Linked DNA regions of Ovis aries: all the other regions are linked to region 2. The links are chromatin contacts, called in public Hi-C maps. All regions are on one chromosome and are shown on one strand. The core of a region is the stretch at or near the end of the contact, and the rest is flanking DNA. Distances in the headings are between cores, read along the strand shown.

The links. A called contact is a pair of places that touch in the nucleus more often than the background predicts.
Region 1: a contact with region 2 is called in a Hi-C map of blood, with 3 times the contacts expected there. The contact joins the enhancer-like site here to the promoter of ARL4C in region 2. A contact is called at or near these places in 10 of 16 Hi-C or Micro-C datasets (blood, hypothalamus, liver and 5 more).
Region 3: a Hi-C map of skin fibroblasts shows a contact between it and region 2, with 2.7 times the contacts expected there. The contact joins the enhancer-like site here to the promoter of ARL4C in region 2. A contact is called at or near these places in 4 of 16 Hi-C or Micro-C datasets (blood, skin fibroblasts and tail adipose tissue).

The regions. Positions count from the first base shown.
Region 1 is chr1:6,903,944-6,907,177 of ARS-UI_Ramb_v3.0, forward strand. It overlaps a transcript of SPP2 not described here. Among named protein-coding and RNA genes, the nearest start is that of SPP2, 78 kb to the right of the region's middle. Within about 2 kb of position 1,703, at least 21 of the 54 cell types and tissues checked have an H3K27ac peak or open chromatin away from gene starts, as enhancers often do. A contact at or near this core is called in liver, where this site is marked.
Region 2 is chr1:6,573,680-6,576,935 of ARS-UI_Ramb_v3.0, forward strand. It overlaps ARL4C (ADP ribosylation factor like GTPase 4C), which reads left to right and starts at 1,850. Exons shown (of 1, transcript NM_001162554.1): 1 at 1,850-2,428. The coding sequence starts at 1,850. The coding sequence ends at 2,428. It also overlaps a transcript of SPP2 not described here.
Region 3 is chr1:7,037,728-7,041,196 of ARS-UI_Ramb_v3.0, forward strand. TRPM8 (transient receptor potential cation channel subfamily M member 8) reads right to left here. Exons shown (of 24, transcript XM_015091832.4): 18 at 2,489-2,630; 19 at 1,044-1,215. Among named protein-coding and RNA genes, the nearest start is that of SPP2, 56 kb to the left of the region's middle. Within about 2 kb of position 1,299, at least 4 of the 54 cell types and tissues checked have an H3K27ac peak or open chromatin away from gene starts, as enhancers often do.

The DNA.
Region 1 (3,234 bases), core at 453-2,952, 330 kb after region 2:
ACGGGGCTACCCCTTCATAGGTGCAGCTTCCTGTCTGTGCACCCAAACTCAGGCTATCCTACTGAATTAATCTGAAAATTGCTTCATTTAATCATTAATCTGGCAGCAGAGTTGTACTTAAACTTCCAGAGGGAGCTGTTTAGCCAGCCTTATGCTAAACACAGATTCATCACAAAGAATTTTCCACGCTTGGTGATGGAGGGCAAATTCCACCTTCACTCCTGCCACTCTATAAATAATTTTTCCCACCTGTCAGAGCAGAAACGCTCTGGCTGAATCGTGTTGAGGTTTGACAGAACACAACAAAATTCTGTAAAGCAATTAGCCTCCAGTAAAAAAACAAAAATCAAAAGAAAACCAATTATTTTTTTAAAAAGCACTTCTGAAGAGTTTAAGACTTTATTCTGACTTAACTGGTTGGGAAAGCAATATTGGGAGTTTTGACAGTCCATTTGATCTCATTATCTGAGTCTATAATCTAAAGATGTGGACGAACATTTACCGGGAATAGTTAGATGCCCTGGAAATGCTCCACTGAGCATGTCCATGAACTCTGTTAATTATTTACTAGTCTTAATAGGTTTCTGTTACAGTTTACTTGTTAGAGATCATTGCTGGCTCAGCCCTGGGTCTGGGTTGAGGCGCTTGTTCCCACAGAGGCTCACCTGGGAAGAAGGAACCACCAAGCCTTGCCAACATCCCCGAAGGCCTTTGGCTTTGTCTCGTTTGTCTGGCCCCTGAACTGGCGGCAGAAGGCCCTCACCTCTTCTCCAGCAGCAGAGGCAAGTCAACCCCCGATTTCTTCCTGGAAGCAACTCAGTGAGTCTTATGGTGGGTCATCCGGTCACATCCCATCTGTTGTATACAGCGGCCACTCGGCCTGAGCCCTGCCCCTAGATGGAAGGAAGCATGCTAGAACACGATCAAGGGCTTCCCTGGGGGCTCAGTGGAAAAGAAACTGCCTGCCGATGCAGGAGGCATGAGTTTGGTCCCCAACTGGGAAGATCCCACATGTCATCCCCAGCTAAGCCGGTGCTCCACATCTATTGAACCTCTGCTCTAGAGCCTGGGAGCTGCAACTACTGAAGCCCACACACCCCAGAGCCCGCGGCTCCTCAACAAGAGAAGCCACCCCAATGAGAAGCCGCCACCCCTGCTGTGGGGAGCAGCCCCCACAGCAGCTAGAGAAGAGCCCATGCATCAGCACAGACCGGGCACAGCCAGCAGAAGAAAGAGAGAACACGGACAGGCAGCATCGCACATGGCTCACAAGCACCACACTGGGTATTTTGCTAGAACCTTCTCTCCCAAGAGTCCTCCCTCTTCCCAACATTCCTATGAGAGAATCAGTGGGGCCTCCGCGGCCGCATGAGGAAACCCAGCCCATGTGCTCTTTGGTAAAGGGGGTGACGTAAGCCCCTCGGTGCCCACCTTCCCCTGGGCAGCACGGCTGTCTCTTCCCTTTGCATTGACCTTCTGGCTGGCTTTTGCCGACCTCGGGGACGGCACACACTCCTCCACGTTAGAAAGTCTCCTTTGATGTCTGTGCAGGTGATGAACGTCTGCAGAACTCTGAACACACGCGACAGCTGTTATAACGAGAAGCAGAAACGGGAGGAAGGATGTGGTCGTCCCTGGCCGGAGTGAAACACGCTCTGGGCCGGGCGCCTCATCCTGAGTCACCAGGCCGCTCCCTGCTGTGTTCTCATCAGCTCCGGGGCCTGTGAAACACATTGATGGTTTCCTTTCCTGAGCTCAGCAGAGGCCCTGGCTCAGCTCTCCACAGTTTAGTAGAAAAGACTTCAATGTGTAGTGAGTCCAGGGTATTAAATTTCTCTTTTTATAGACAGTCCAGCAAACAGTGAGAGCCTTTAAGGAGAAGGTGAAATATGAACTGCAACATGCTTTTCTGATCCTGTGTTCTTTTGAGCTTGAGCCAACAAAGTAGCTAAGGATGCTGCTGGTAAATGCATTGAAACCTTTGCTGTAGGGCCGCTGATCATTCTCGAGTGTCTCTTCTGCCCAGATACCTTCCTGCTCCACCCGCCTCCTTGCGGAAACCAAGGCAGTCTGCTATCACAGGAGCCAAACCACAACGTCTATGGCCCATCCCGTCCTAAGAGGATTTTTGTGGCCCTGATTATGGGGTGAATTGTATGGCCCACCTTCACTCCTACAAATTCACGTGCTGAAGCCTTAATCCCCAGGACCTCAGACTGTGACTGTATTTGGAGAGAGAAATATATATATATATATATGTTTTGGCCGTGCTGGGCCTCCATTGCTACACGTGGGCTTTCTCTAGTCACAGTGTGCTGGCTTCTCATTTCAGTGGCTTCTCTTGTTGTAGAGCCAGGGCTCCAGGCAGAGCGTGTGGGCTCAGTAGTTGTGGTGCCTGGGCTTAGCTGCCCTACAGCGCGTGGAATCTTCCCAGACCCGGGGCCGAACCCCTGCATTGACAGGCAGACTCTCAACCCCTGGACTACAAGGGAAGTCCCTGGAGATAGAGCCTTTAGTAAAGTAATTAAAGTGAAATGAGGCCACGAGGGTGACTCTAATCCTATCTGGTCAGTGTCCTTGTAAGAAGACATTAGGACACACAGACCTCAGGGGAGTTCGTGCTCACAGAGGAAAGATCCTGTGAAGCGTCAGCAAGAGCGTGGCCATCTGCAAGCCGAGGAGAGAGGCCTCAGGGGACACCGACCCTGCTGACTCCTTGTTCTTGGACTCCCAGCCCCAGAACTGTGAGAAAATATATGTCAGCCAAGTCAGCCACCCAGACTATGATATTTTGTTATGACATCCCAGGCAAACTAATACAGGCACTAAAAAAACTCACTCTTTTTCTGATGTGGAAAAAAAAAAAAAACTTAAAATATCTTTGACTCTAAAAGCTTATTTTCTTCTGAGTTTAAGAGGAATTGCACCATTTTTGTGGGCCCCCTGAAGTATGGCGAGCTTTGAGCAAGGCTCCCCTTGTGCCTGATGGAGAAGCCAGCCCTGCCGTTATCCAGGGCACCTGGACCACTCTTCGCTGAAGCTGGGTTTCCCACTGATGCTGGGTTTCTCCCAGGGCTCTCTGCACATCAGCTTACATTTTATTATGAGCCCAAGCCAGGCCGCTGGGATCAATGAGCTTTGCCAGTTCATAATCCAGCCTTCCCCAAGAATCTTTGAGGGGTGAAGCAATTTAGAAGCACCTTGATAAACACCAATTTAATAATCAGTAACGAG
Region 2 (3,256 bases), core at 600-3,099:
CTTGTGAAAGGAAGGTGGTAAAGGAAAGCTTTTCTACAATAATTTGGTTTTCAGCCATCAATGGTTATCAGACTCATTTCCATCCCCCAGACCCCATTTCCCTCTTCCTGCCTCATAAGCTGGCATTGGGAAGAAGCCCTTGTGCATACTGCCTCTGCTTCTCCTCCTCCACTCAGTTTCCTCTGTACCTGCAGAGGATAAGCCTTGGTTACATGCTTACCAACTAGAATGAGAGCACTGAATCGGAGTGATGGGAGAAGCCAGCCAGGGGCTGGGCACTGGTGCCTGTGACCTACGGTGTAACCTACTCGGAGCTGCTGACACATTTTTGTTTCAGGCCTAAATGCCCCTGGAGCACCAGTCGCTGGAGGATTGGCTCACCTGTGGGCAGGAGGTTCTCAGTTCTCTAAGTGCCATGGGTGGTAGAGGGTGCTCTCCTGAGATGCTCACGCTTGACCTGGGATGTCCGCGCAGACGCTGGAGGTAGCAAAGGGGCTGTCTGGGGCTGGTGAGTCGCCGGAGCTATCTGGGGACAGACAAGTCTCCTTAAATGAAGCCAGGCCTCCGGGGCGAAATGCGCGCAGGTCTGCGCCCCAGGGCAGCGGGGATCCCGTGGAGACCCCACCCCATCCCCCCGGAGTTCTGGCAGGGAAGTGAGCCAGCGTACCAGCGAGGGTCAGTGTCCTGGGCACCGCAAAGGCCACGTGCCCGGGCTGGCTCCCTGCGGCCCACGCCCTCCTTTCCCCTCTACTGGGTGGGGGAGTCTGGGGGTCGGGGCCCTGATCCACAGCCCTCTCTCCCCAGAGGGGGCACTCTCACCCCACTTCTACCTTGGATGGTCCCCAGTCCCTCGGGCAGGGCTGCCCCGGCCCGCCTTGCCCTGGACTCTGGATCCCCAGCCCTCGCTCCTGGAGGCCGGCTGCGCCTCCCACGCTGCAGTCCCGCCGGACAGTCGGTCCGGCCTGGGGCTGGCTGGGCGTGGAGTTCCGGGAGCTATTTTTACAAGATGCGTCAGAGGGCCGAGGCGGGAAGAGCCGGCAGCTCGGGAACCCATTATCTGGGTGCGGCGCGGGAGGAGACGACCAGGGCGATTTCGAAAGCACTGAAAGGCGCGAAAGCGGCCCGCCGGGCTGGGAGGTCCACGCCCGACCTGGGGCGGGGCGCGGGGGGCGGGGCGGGCGAGGGGCGGGGCCGTCGGTACGAGGGCACCACGAAGGGGCGGGGCCATAGGGGCGGGATGAGGGGCGGGGCCTCCTAGGGGCGGGGCCGGGCGCCCTCCTGCCGCAGCAGGCTGCCCGCGGCGGCGGTGGCGGCGCGGGGACTGCGGGGACAGCCAGGCGACCGCGCAGGCAGCGAAGCCCGGGGAAGCCCACGCCCCGCCTGCGCCTCCGAGGCTCGCCCTGGGAGTGGGATTGGCCCCCCGGCGGCGCCGCCCAGGCAGAGGCGAGCCCTCGGCGCTCGGAGCCCGGAACCCGCAGCCGCGGAGAGCCAGGGCAGCGGCTGGAGCGCGGGGGCGCGGCCCGAGGAAGCAGCAGAGAGAGAGCCGGGGCCGGCGGGGGAGGGCGACGGGCGCGAGCAGCCCGCGGCGCCGCAGCGGAGGAGACTGCGCGGGAGACAAAGCCCATCGAGAGAGACGCGATGCCCGGCCGGCGCGGGCGCGGGGGCCGCGGTGTCTGAGCGCGCCGAGCCGTGCGCCCCGGGTACTCCAAGCCCAGGCCGGTGCCGGCGGCTGAGGGCGGCAGGCGGGGCCCAGGTGCGCCCGCCCGCGTCGGGCCCGTAACTGCTCCGGAGGGCGGGGGGCGGCGCCCTCCCGCCGCAGCCGCAGTGGCCGGCGCCGCAGCGAGGAGCCATGGGCAACATCTCCTCCAACATCTCGGCCTTCCAGTCTCTGCACATCGTCATGCTGGGCTTGGACTCGGCCGGCAAGACCACGGTGCTCTACCGGCTCAAGTTCAACGAGTTCGTGAACACCGTGCCCACCATCGGCTTCAACACGGAGAAGATCAAGCTGAGCAACGGCACGGCCAAGGGCATCAGCTGCCACTTCTGGGACGTGGGCGGCCAGGAGAAGCTTCGGCCGCTGTGGAAGTCCTACAGCCGCTGCACGGACGGCATCATCTACGTGGTGGACTCGGTGGACGTGGACCGGCTGGAGGAGGCCAAGACAGAGCTGCACAAAGTGACCAAGTTCGCCGAGAACCAGGGCACGCCGCTGCTGGTCATCGCCAACAAGCAGGACCTGCCCAAGTCGCTGCCCGTGGCGGAGATCGAGAAGCAGCTGGCGCTGCACGAGCTCATCCCGGCCACCACCTACCACGTCCAGCCGGCGTGCGCCATCATCGGCGAGGGTCTCACCGAGGGCATGGACAAGCTGTACGAGATGATCCTGAAACGCAGGAAGTCCCTCAAGCAGAAGAAGAAGCGGTAATGCTCCGGGCGGCGACGTTACGGGGCTAGGCGCGGGGAGCGAGCGAGTCCGGAATGAATGAATGAAAGGCTGTGTGGCCCGCGCGCCCGCGAACAAAGACAGCGAACCAAAGCGACGCTTCGAATTTTTAAAGCGGAGTCTCTGCACCCACATGCAGGACTGGTGACTTAACCTGGGTATGTAGGCAAGCTGGCCAGCCTGCGCTCGACCTGCCCCCCCCCCCCCACCCGCAGCTCAGGGGTCCTTTTGTCTGAAAGCCGGAGCTACTCAGGGGGTGGGGGACCCGGCTGGGGAGTGGACGTGCAGGTCCCACCGTCCGCCCTGCTGGCCCAGGTTGGAAGGCTCAGATATCCGAGACAAAAGCAATTTCCTCCTACTCCAGCAGGGCCAGAAGTTCAGGCTCCCCCGCCCTCACTGGGGATCGCACCTGTGAGCTACCTGAGGTATGCGGCTCCCAGAACCCCGGGAGTTCCCAACTGGGGGCACGGTGGCAGTGGGAGGTGCTGGGGGAACAGCCTCTCCTTGGGCTATGAAAGCTGGATAATTTTATGTCACAGGGCAGGACCCTGTGAAAATCCATTTGCCCTGCTCTGGGCCCAAACGAGGTGGTGGTTTGGGCCATCAGAGGACTGCGTGGAACAGTACCGCAGCTGGAAGGCGCGGGGCGCTGTGCTGGCCTGGGCTGGGGGATGGCCGCGAAGAACGCCCCTTTCCTGGTGCTTTGTGGTAGCTTCAGAAGACCAGTTTTGTTGAGAACTGCTTTTCAGCCTGGAATCAGACATCTTCCAGATGGTTTGGACCCTGTCCATGTGTAGGTCATTATCACAC
Region 3 (3,469 bases), core at 49-2,548, 460 kb after region 2:
CATGCTAGTCTGGCCCTGCTGGCTGGTGAGACGCCAGTCAGAGAAGCTGGTGCTGCTCCCACGTTACCAGCAGCAGAACTTAGAGGCTGAGATGCCAACTGCATCCCAGGTCACACAGCACACGAGTGACGGAACCAGGACTCAAACACTGCCGGTCACTGACTCTTTAGGTCACCGTGACCCGCCTCCCGTGGGACTAAGGCCACCAACCTGTAGGACTGTCAGGAGGACGAAACACACCCGCTTATGTAAAACGGCAAGTGCAGACTGGGGAACAGTAACAGCAAGGTGCCTTTCCATTGGCGCATGGGAAAGAGCTATTCTTAAGGTCTCGGAAGAGACTGCAGTAGCAGACAGCAGAAAGACCACGTGAGGCCATGGGGACAATTAAGAAAACACCAAGGAGCTGGGAAACACAAGCCTCGGCCGGGTGAACATCGCGGGGCTTTTCTTGTGGCAGGACAGAACGCGCTGAGCCCAAGCTACCGCCAGCATCACAAAGATGCTCTACAGTTTATCCAAAACACACGCCCCATGCTTTCCTTATGCCAACTGGCTGTGATCAAATTAATGCCATCTCTGCTGCCATTAACCTGCCTCCAGATAGTTGGCAGTGAGCTCATACCAGAAGCTTAAATTCCAGGTTCCAGGGCAAAACTTTTCACTATTGCACTTTTTGAAATAAATGGGTACCCTGTCACTCTGGACAGACCCACAACACTCTTTTCTACACCAGTGAGGATTCTGGCTGTCATTGGCCATGCCACTGTCAGAAATTTGAGAGACACTCTTTTTAAAAAGGTTTAAAATTTGCAGGCTGAGATGCTGGGTACAAGATTGCCAGGGTACATAAGATCCTGCTCAGGAGAAGGAAAAGACTTTGAGGGTTAGTGTCCACTGCCTGATGTTGGCCGGACTCCAGCAGCCTGTTCCTAGGACAGGTCTCAGGATCAAACCGGAAAGCCCTGGAGGCTCCCTGGGAGCTGGTTCTGGAAGCATCTTCCGCCTCCCAGCTGTCCCCACCCAAACCATGTCAGGCTCACCGTCCACATCGCTGGGCACTTGGCCAAACATGGCCAGGTAGGGCTCATAGATGACTGAGCGGAAGATCCACCTCCAGCGATGCTCGTTCTGTCTAAGGATCCCCTGCCTGGCCACACCGAAGGCCACCATCCACACGGCAAAGAGGAACAGGAAGAAGAACACGTCGATCAGCTGTCGAGGGAGGAGGACAGGAGGGCAGAGTCAGGACTGCACCAGGGCGGCTCGACCGCTCCGCTGACCACGGAGAAGGGCAGAGGGGCCCCAGGGACCTAAGGCAGCCAGCGTCATCCGCTCACCAATTTTTAAACATGGCCATCATCACCCCTGGGTCTCGGGGCATCCACGGACGGATGCACCTTTGCTTGCAGGTCCCCAGGCCATCTCAGCAGCAGAGACTTTCTGAATGAGACCAGCCTGGGAGCAGAAGAGGGCCTCAACTCCGCAGTGCCCCCCTCCTCTCCAGCCGACCCCTGAGCTGTTGCTTTTTTTTTTTTAAGGAAAATAGAAGCTTTCCTTTTTAGACAACAATGCATCGTTTTATTGTTTTTAATGTTCTGCACACATAGCATGACTTCATGGTGACTCGATGCCCCAGATATGCTTTGAATTAAAACCACAAACTCAAAGGAGCTCAGCGCCGGAAAGGAACCTCAAGATGAGCTCATTCAAACGCCCATCTGATTTAAAGACAAAAACACGGAGGTTTGGGTCACGTGGGAAACAAGCTGGGAGAAGCAACATGGTCAGTGTGCAATTATCTTTCTGTTCTCTGGCCCCATGAAATGGGCCTGGTGGTGCTTCCCTGAGGTCTGTATTACGTGGTTATAAGATTAAAGTTCCAGACCTCGCTGTGCTTCTAACTCACTGCCTGTCTCCAGACAAACATGTGAACCTCCTGAACCCAATTGTCCACATCTGTGAAGTGGGTGTGAAAGTCCCTATCCTGCCTGCGCACGCGTGCTCAATCAGGTCCGACTTTGTGACCCCATGGACTGTAGCCCACCAGCCTCCTCTGTCCGCGGGATTCTCCAGGCAGGAATCCTGGAGTGGGTTGCCATTTTCTATTCCAGGGGATCTTTTCCACACAGGGATTGAATCTGAGTTTCTTGCATCTCCTGCATTGGCAGGTAGATTCTTTACCACTGTGCCACCCCTAGTGAATACTTAAGACTCAAGTGAGAGCACTTGGTAACATGGACAGTCTAAACAGAGATCTTTACTAGTAATGTGCTGAGTTATGCAGTTTGCTCCCAACAGTCATCTTTCATTAAATTTTAACCTGGAAGGGGCCCCTGAGGAAAACAGATCAAAAAAAAAAAACAGATGCTACTGATTATGAAATGCAACCATCCCTCTGTGGAGAAAAAGTTCCTCTCGGCAACAAAAAGAACTCTGGGTATAGTCAGAAGAAGGACAACTAACCACAAACACGCCTTAGTCTTACCATCCTCTGCAACATTATAATCTTGGGTCCTAAATTTCTGCTGACCGTGAAAATGTGAATCAACCTCAGGGTGAATATAATGTAATCCAGGCAAAAAATCACTCGTCCCGAGTACAGTGAGGTTTTGTTAGAAGGGTGGAGCCTGTGGAAAGAAGGGAAAGACTTTGTGAGATGCGGACCAAACATTTCAAAGCTGTGCTCTTGTCTCACTTTTATTTATTTCTGGATTTTATTTGCTAGTATTTTTTTTTTAATGTTACTGAAGTGTGGTTGATTTATAATCAAAGTTTTAGTTTTAAAAATAACCAAACGTGAAGAAACCGCCAAAAGCCTGGGAACCGAAAGTGGAAATAGACCAGGGTCTGCACCTGCCCTTCAGTCACTGAACACCAAAGGCCACGTGCACCGCCCTCGTGACTCCAGGAGACACGAGGACATCACACACAGCAGAGCTCTCAAGACTCCCAACAGTTCAGCCCTTCAACCTAAATACTGTCAGTCCCCCACACATGAACCTTCAAGATGTGAACTTTCAAAGATGCGAATGTAGGTTCCCACATCCGATTACATGAGTTCAGCTGCCTGGTGTGCACTGCCGAGAGCATGCATCCTCTAGAATTGGGCTTTGTGTGCTTCACTGTATATTCTATGTAGCGTGGGCTTCCCAAGCAGCTCAGCAGTAAAGAATCCGCCTGCCAACGCAGGAGATGCAGGTTCGATCCCTGGGTCGGGAAGATTCCCCGGAAAAGGAAATGGCAGCCCGCTCTGGTATTCTTGCCTGGGAAATCTCGTGGACAGAGGAGCCTGGTGGGCTACAGTCCACGGGGCTGACAAGAGTCAGACACGACTTAGTGACCAAACCACAGTGTCGAGTACAGTAGGACTGTAACTTTATTTCAGGCCTAGGCTGTCCAGAAGCAAGCGTAAAAGCAGCAGCGATACAGCTGGTTCTACTGTACTTTTCAAGGTACCATATTGTAA